2 separate regions of the Mus musculus genome follow, and region 2 is linked to region 1. Evidence: chromatin contacts called from public HiChIP or PLAC-seq data. All regions are on one chromosome and are shown on one strand. The core of a region is the stretch at or near the end of the contact, and the rest is flanking DNA. Distances in the headings are between cores, read along the strand shown.

Region 1 (2,977 bases), core at 48-2,547:
TAGTTGGACTTCATTCTTTTTTATTTCCTATTCTTGTGTCAATAACATGTTGGTCTGCAAGATGGTAAATTTTAATTATGTGAAACTTCTCTACAGTTTTCTCTAACAAACTCATTTCAGAAAGTGCTTTAACTGCTGAAGTGAAGAGGATGAGTTTAGATCCCAGAACCTACACAAACGTCAGGTGCACGTGGCAGCTCATCTGTAATTCCAGCCTTGGAAGGCAGAGACACAGAATCCCCACAGAAAGCTGGGTAGCAAGAGTAACCTCACCAGCAAGCTCTAGATTTGACTAAGAGACTCTGCTATCAGTCTCAGGACTAGACATGCACTCCCCAACATGTGCTCCTCAAACACATGTGAACATGCATACACACATACTGCATACACATATATGAAAAGAAAAATTTCTATTGCTGTATTTGTGAAATGCAGACTCAGAATTTGAATTCAAGTGATACGGTCTAGACGTTTGCATTTTAACGATTATGATGTACTGCCTTTCTCATATTACTGTTAATCAGTAGACCTGGACAGTAAACAACATTTTTAATTTCACAGTAAATATTTACATACCTTGCACAGTAAGCTCCGCCTGAGCTTCAACTGTCTTATTTCCATTATCAGCTATGCAAAAATAAGTCCCAGCATCATCCTCAGTGACATCACTGATCTCCAAGCAACCTCCTGCTAGCAAGACCAACCTGCCAGAGCTGGATTAAACACACAAACAAAACGATACATTTCAGCATGAGGAAAAGAATTCCTATGAGGCTTTTCCCATAATAGCACACAAACACTGTTATAGTGATGGCTACAAGCTGACTAAGATTAACAAAAAAATCATCAGAATTTAATTTGTTTGTTTTGCTCTTATTTTATATGCATAAATGCCACCGTGTACAAATAAATTTTCACAATCTCTGGCACTTCTAGCTATTCCCAAAGAGTTATTACTTTTATGACCAATTCAACTTCCTCCAGTGTATCGCTGTCTCCCTATTCTGGTCGCTTAATGGAAATTATGTATTTTAAAGTTTGCAACCAATCTAAGACCAACTTCACCACAGCTGCGCCATGATGAGATTACTAACAGGAAGAAAAATACAGAGGGCAAAATGTTAACTCAAGCAGCAAGTCACGAGGCGACGAGTCACGAGGTGACGAGTCATGAGGTGACGAGTCACGAGGCGACGAGTCACGAGGTGACGAGTCATGAGGTGGTGCCACCAACTGAAAGTTTCCTATGGTGACCTGGCTAGGAAATAGGAGGTGGGGATAGGGATGGGTTTGTATTTAAAAAAAAAAAAAAAAGACAGGAAGGAAAAGGGAAGGACAGATGCCACTGAGTAACTCCCAGGGTGTGTACTGGGCGCAAATCAGCCAACATCCATCACTCCATTTACAATAAAGATGATGAATACTTTCATAAATCTACGGTGATAGAAGCCTATTTACATAAAAAACAACAATCCTATAACAGAAATAATTGAAAATCAATATTCTCAAATTTTTCTAAAGTTAAAAAGTTTAGTTCATCTGGAGAATTATGAACTAGATCAATAGACAAAGATATCTGAACAAAGCAAGGAATATAAATCTACAGGTATGCAATTAAAGCAGCCACTTAAAGCTTTTTTTTATTTATTTCATTATTTTTTTAATTAGGTATTTATTTCATTTACATTTCCAATGCTATCCCAAAAGCCCCCCCCCCCTCCCCCACCCACTATTTATTTCACTATTGTTTCCAGGCTGGTGCTAACTAGAAATGAAGTCTTGAAAAGTGAAACTCTGAAGAATCCACTCCTGTACTTGATGGTCCTGGAAGCGTGAGCCAGCCATCACACCAGCCATCACACCAGCCATCACACCAGCCATCACACCAGCCATCACACCACCAAGCGTGAGCCATCACACCACCAAGAGCTGTAGTATGGTAAGCAAGCCCTTTCTTTGTCCCTGCACTCAGAACTACGGTCTTCTAAGAGAAGGTATTATCCAATCACTGACATATACTTTGTTGCTGCTCACCTCCTGCTTTAGCACTCATTCTTTGGGTTCCTCTACAAAACCATTTCCACATCCCTCATTCTATCTGCTTTTTTATATTAACATATACGAACAAATTTAAATGTTATCAATTCTAAGACATTTGTTTAAAAAAAAAAACCCTATAGTGATCTTGTGTGTTTGTTTTCAAAGATGTAATAAGGATGCCTAATGCTTACGATACCTTGTTTTTCTACATAGCCCAGCACTATTGAGATTTCTAGACATTTTCCCCTTTAATATTGAAATCTGAAATCTAAGTAATAAATTAGGCATAATCCGCCCACACTTCTCAGGTGCTGGCAAAAACAAAGACATTATGGATAACTACCTACATCCAACCTGAAGGACTTCTCTGTTTTATTACCTATTTCTGTTTCCTCATGTAACACTCAGTAATTCAGCCAAAAACACACTGCTGAACATTTGGCCTCCCCAGATAGAGAGGCCAGGATGGAGAGTGCTGACATCGCAATCTCCTTAAGTCTTGACGTTCTCTGAGGCAGTGACACAAGAAAGCAGCATTTCTCAGATTTTCCTCGACATACTCATAAGTATTTAAGTGCCTAGAGAACTAGAGGCAGAACAACCATGTACTTGTTCTTCAAAGTCTCCTGGTTTAGCCACAGAGTTCATAGAAATATTATTCACCATAATATATTCACGTTGGATTAAAAACCATTTGCTGTCAAAAAAAAAAATCTTCAAATAAAACTGGGGAAACGTGACTTTCCTACCATGATTTGTTTATATTGGTCACTTAGACTCTACCCTGAGAACTACCTTTCTATGAGAACAATTGTCTAATACTCCATATACAATATTAACCCCGTTCTGCCTCTCTCTAATCCCTGGAATACTGTATCTTGAGTTTCTTCAGAGTACTTATTATAACCTGACACATTGTATGTCTACTACTCTCTCA
Region 2 (2,783 bases), core at 19-2,518, 690 kb after region 1:
GTGCTGTTTTGCCCTCTGACCTTTGGAAGTTGTTTGGACTAAAAATAGATGGAGAAGAATGGTCCAAGAAGTGAACCCCAGAACATGAGAATCTTCATAGATTCCCTAACCCATATTCCATAAATAGCTTGGAGGCTAGTGCCCAAATGTCATGGAACCTGAGATAGTTCCTCAGGCACCTAAGCAATATTTGACACATTCTTGCTGGGTGTGGTGGTACAAGATTGTGGTTTTGAGGCCAGAATGGGGACTATCCTCAGTAACATAGTAAGATCTTATTGCAAACCAGGAGAGGTCCTTATTTTCCAAACTCTGGCTTTCCACAGGAGCTCCCAGGAAGAAGGTGAGCCTAGTTCAGAGACAGAACTAGGGCCACTTGCCATGGTCCTTGCGAGTAGTGTGTTTAGTCAGGCAAAAATAGATTTGGAGGTGCTGACCTTTAGGGCTCTTGAGTCCAGTAAAATAACACCATGCAGCAGGTCTAAGAGGGCAGGGGACAGTGAGACTGTCCAGACCACTGGGCAGGCCAGCTCTGCCTTGATTTCAGACTAAGGCATTAGAGATTGGCTGTACTTTGAACCTTTTTATATCACAATATAAAGCTTCACAAGTCAGGGCTCTTATTCCATGTGCACCTTCAGTGAGGCTCTGGGTGATGGTGGTGCTGGTCTTGGTGATTCCCTGGAGACCGTGGAAACCAAGCTCCTTCCCTCTGACAGGAACATCAGCCACCTAGCTGCACCTGATCTTGACAGCTTTGGCTGTGTCTCTAATTCCCATCTCTTGCTTTTCACATATTCAAGATGTGTCATTCTTGCTGAACAGGCAGTACTGTACTCCCACACTGGCTTTTAAACAGCCTAAATTTAGAGCCTCTACAAGGATAGCACTGATGGCTGCCAGTCTTCCCCATTTGGTTACATGCCAGAAAAACCACAGCTGTGATAATGGATAGCACGACCCAGCTCCCAGCAGTGTTACCATGCAGAGAAGGCTAATTCACCACCAGATACTCCAATCACAATGCAGCTTTATATATACGAAGCTGAAGAGTGTTTATTATGCTCGTGAATGTGCTGAGGTGTGTAACTCAGTGTGTACAGCCATAATTCTTCAGTGGAAATTAAGGGAGAAATCCAAACTTCTAGAGGATCTCTAAAGCAAATGAAGGCAGTCGGTAGTCAATATTTTGGGATATCTGGAGCTGGGTTACCGGGTGGTGGTCAGCCTTTGGGCAGCTTCGGTCCTTGTGGATGAATGGTGGTTCCAGCTCTGCCCTAACAAACAGGCTTGCAGGTGTTTTGCTGTGCTCAGTGGTTCAAGGACCAGACTCATAAAGTGCTGAATTGAATGGTCCATTGTCACCAGTGTCACAAGGATATGCACTGGCAACAAACTATTTTGCTATCTTGGCTCTGAGTCCCAGATAGGAAAGGGAAAAGGTTTGGGGAAACTTTATTACAAGTGAAGAAAGCAATGGCGGTTGCACCGGGGCAGGCTCCTGGTCGGAGGAAGTGGTTATGAAAGCAGGGTCTGCGTGACTAGAGCTGTTTAGCTCGGCCATTGCTCACTAAGTCAACAGCTTTGAGTTTGAATTGCAGTTGGGATCGATAGTGAAAACAGATAGAGGCTGCCAGGGCAGAAATCTTCAAACACAAATCCTGGGTCTTTGCTTGTCCTGATTAGCATCCCTTGGTGAGTCCTAGGGACACTGGGACAACAGAAGGGTCCCACAGGATGGGTTTATAGTCTTCCCTTTAATTGATTTTGGTGGCAGTATTCTGGAACTGTATGAGAGTTGGAGTTGATGCTGTTGTGTAGAGGGAAGAATGGATATTGCTAAGGTTAGGAGATGGGTGAAGGTCAGGAGTCAGACATACTTTTTTTTTTTTATTTGCTAATTGATCATCTTTAGCTCCAGGGTGGGGATTGGAAACTGGACAGGGACACCTCACCTGCCAATCTGCCTTTCTTTCTCCAGTACCATGCAGAGACCATCAAGAATGTCCGTGAAGCCACAGAAAGCTTTGCATCTGATCCCATTCTCTACCGTCCTGTTGCGGTGGCTCTGGATACAAAGGGACCTGAGATCCGGACTGGACTCATCAAGGGCGTGAGTATCTAGAATAGCCTGGTAGGGGGTCACACTTTTGCTATGTAAATAACCTATTTAGTCTCACTCTGGGAAACGGGTATTTTGTTTGTTTTATTTCTTCCTCAATATACAAATTCAGGCTTTATAGAAAGGTGAGAGGTTTCTTTGGACTTTGAGCCAGAGTTGAGCGCCCCCATCAGGGGCATTGGCTTCTTCAGTTCACACTCCCATTTCCTGCTTTAATCCATAGAGCGGCACCGCTGAGGTGGAGCTGAAGAAGGGAGCCACTCTGAAGATCACCCTGGACAACGCTTACATGGAGAAGTGTGACGAGAACATCCTGTGGCTGGACTACAAGAACATCTGCAAGGTGGTGGAGGTGGGCAGCAAGATCTACGTGGACGATGGGCTCATCTCACTGCAGGTGAAGGAGAAAGGTATGTCTGGTACACAGTCCGTGGCCAATGCCAACTCCAATCCCCAGAGCTCTGGCAAGCACAGACCTCGAATGTATGAAGATCTGGGTTTAATCTCCAGAGGATCAAAAGTCTAAGGTTATTGTTGGTCTGCGTCCCTGACCTGTCTGAAATACTGTCTCAGAAAAAAGGCAGATGGGGCTGGAGAGATGGCTCAGTACTGACTGATCTTCCGAAGATCCTGAGTTCAAATATCCCAGTAACCACATGGT

Evidence for each region. HiChIP or PLAC-seq counts read pairs in DNA pulled down with a chosen protein or histone mark.
Region 2: a contact with region 1 is called in a FOXA1 HiChIP or PLAC-seq map of pancreatic cancer cells. The contact joins two enhancer-like sites. A contact is called at or near these places in 1 of 39 promoter capture datasets (pre-B cells), 3 of 115 datasets of contacts at active chromatin or transcription factors (embryonic stem cells, large pre-B cells and pancreatic cancer cells) and 1 of 9 other capture datasets (adipose tissue).

Annotation. Positions count from the first base shown.
Region 1 is chr9:58,978,049-58,981,025 of GRCm38.p6, forward strand. Neo1 (neogenin) reads right to left here. Exons shown (of 28, transcript NM_001042752.1): 5 at 577-713. Among named protein-coding and RNA genes, the nearest start is that of Neo1, 57 kb to the right of the region's middle. Within about 2 kb of position 1,298, at least 40 of the 459 cell types and tissues checked have an H3K27ac peak or open chromatin away from gene starts, as enhancers often do. A contact at or near this core is called in pancreatic cancer cells, where this site is marked.
Region 2 is chr9:59,666,568-59,669,350 of GRCm38.p6, forward strand. Pkm (pyruvate kinase, muscle) reads left to right here. Exons shown (of 11, transcript NM_011099.4): 4 at 1,982-2,113; 5 at 2,346-2,532. Among named protein-coding and RNA genes, the nearest start is that of Pkm, 11 kb to the left of the region's middle. Within about 2 kb of position 1,269, at least 42 of the 459 cell types and tissues checked have an H3K27ac peak or open chromatin away from gene starts, as enhancers often do. A contact at or near this core is called in pancreatic cancer cells, where this site is marked.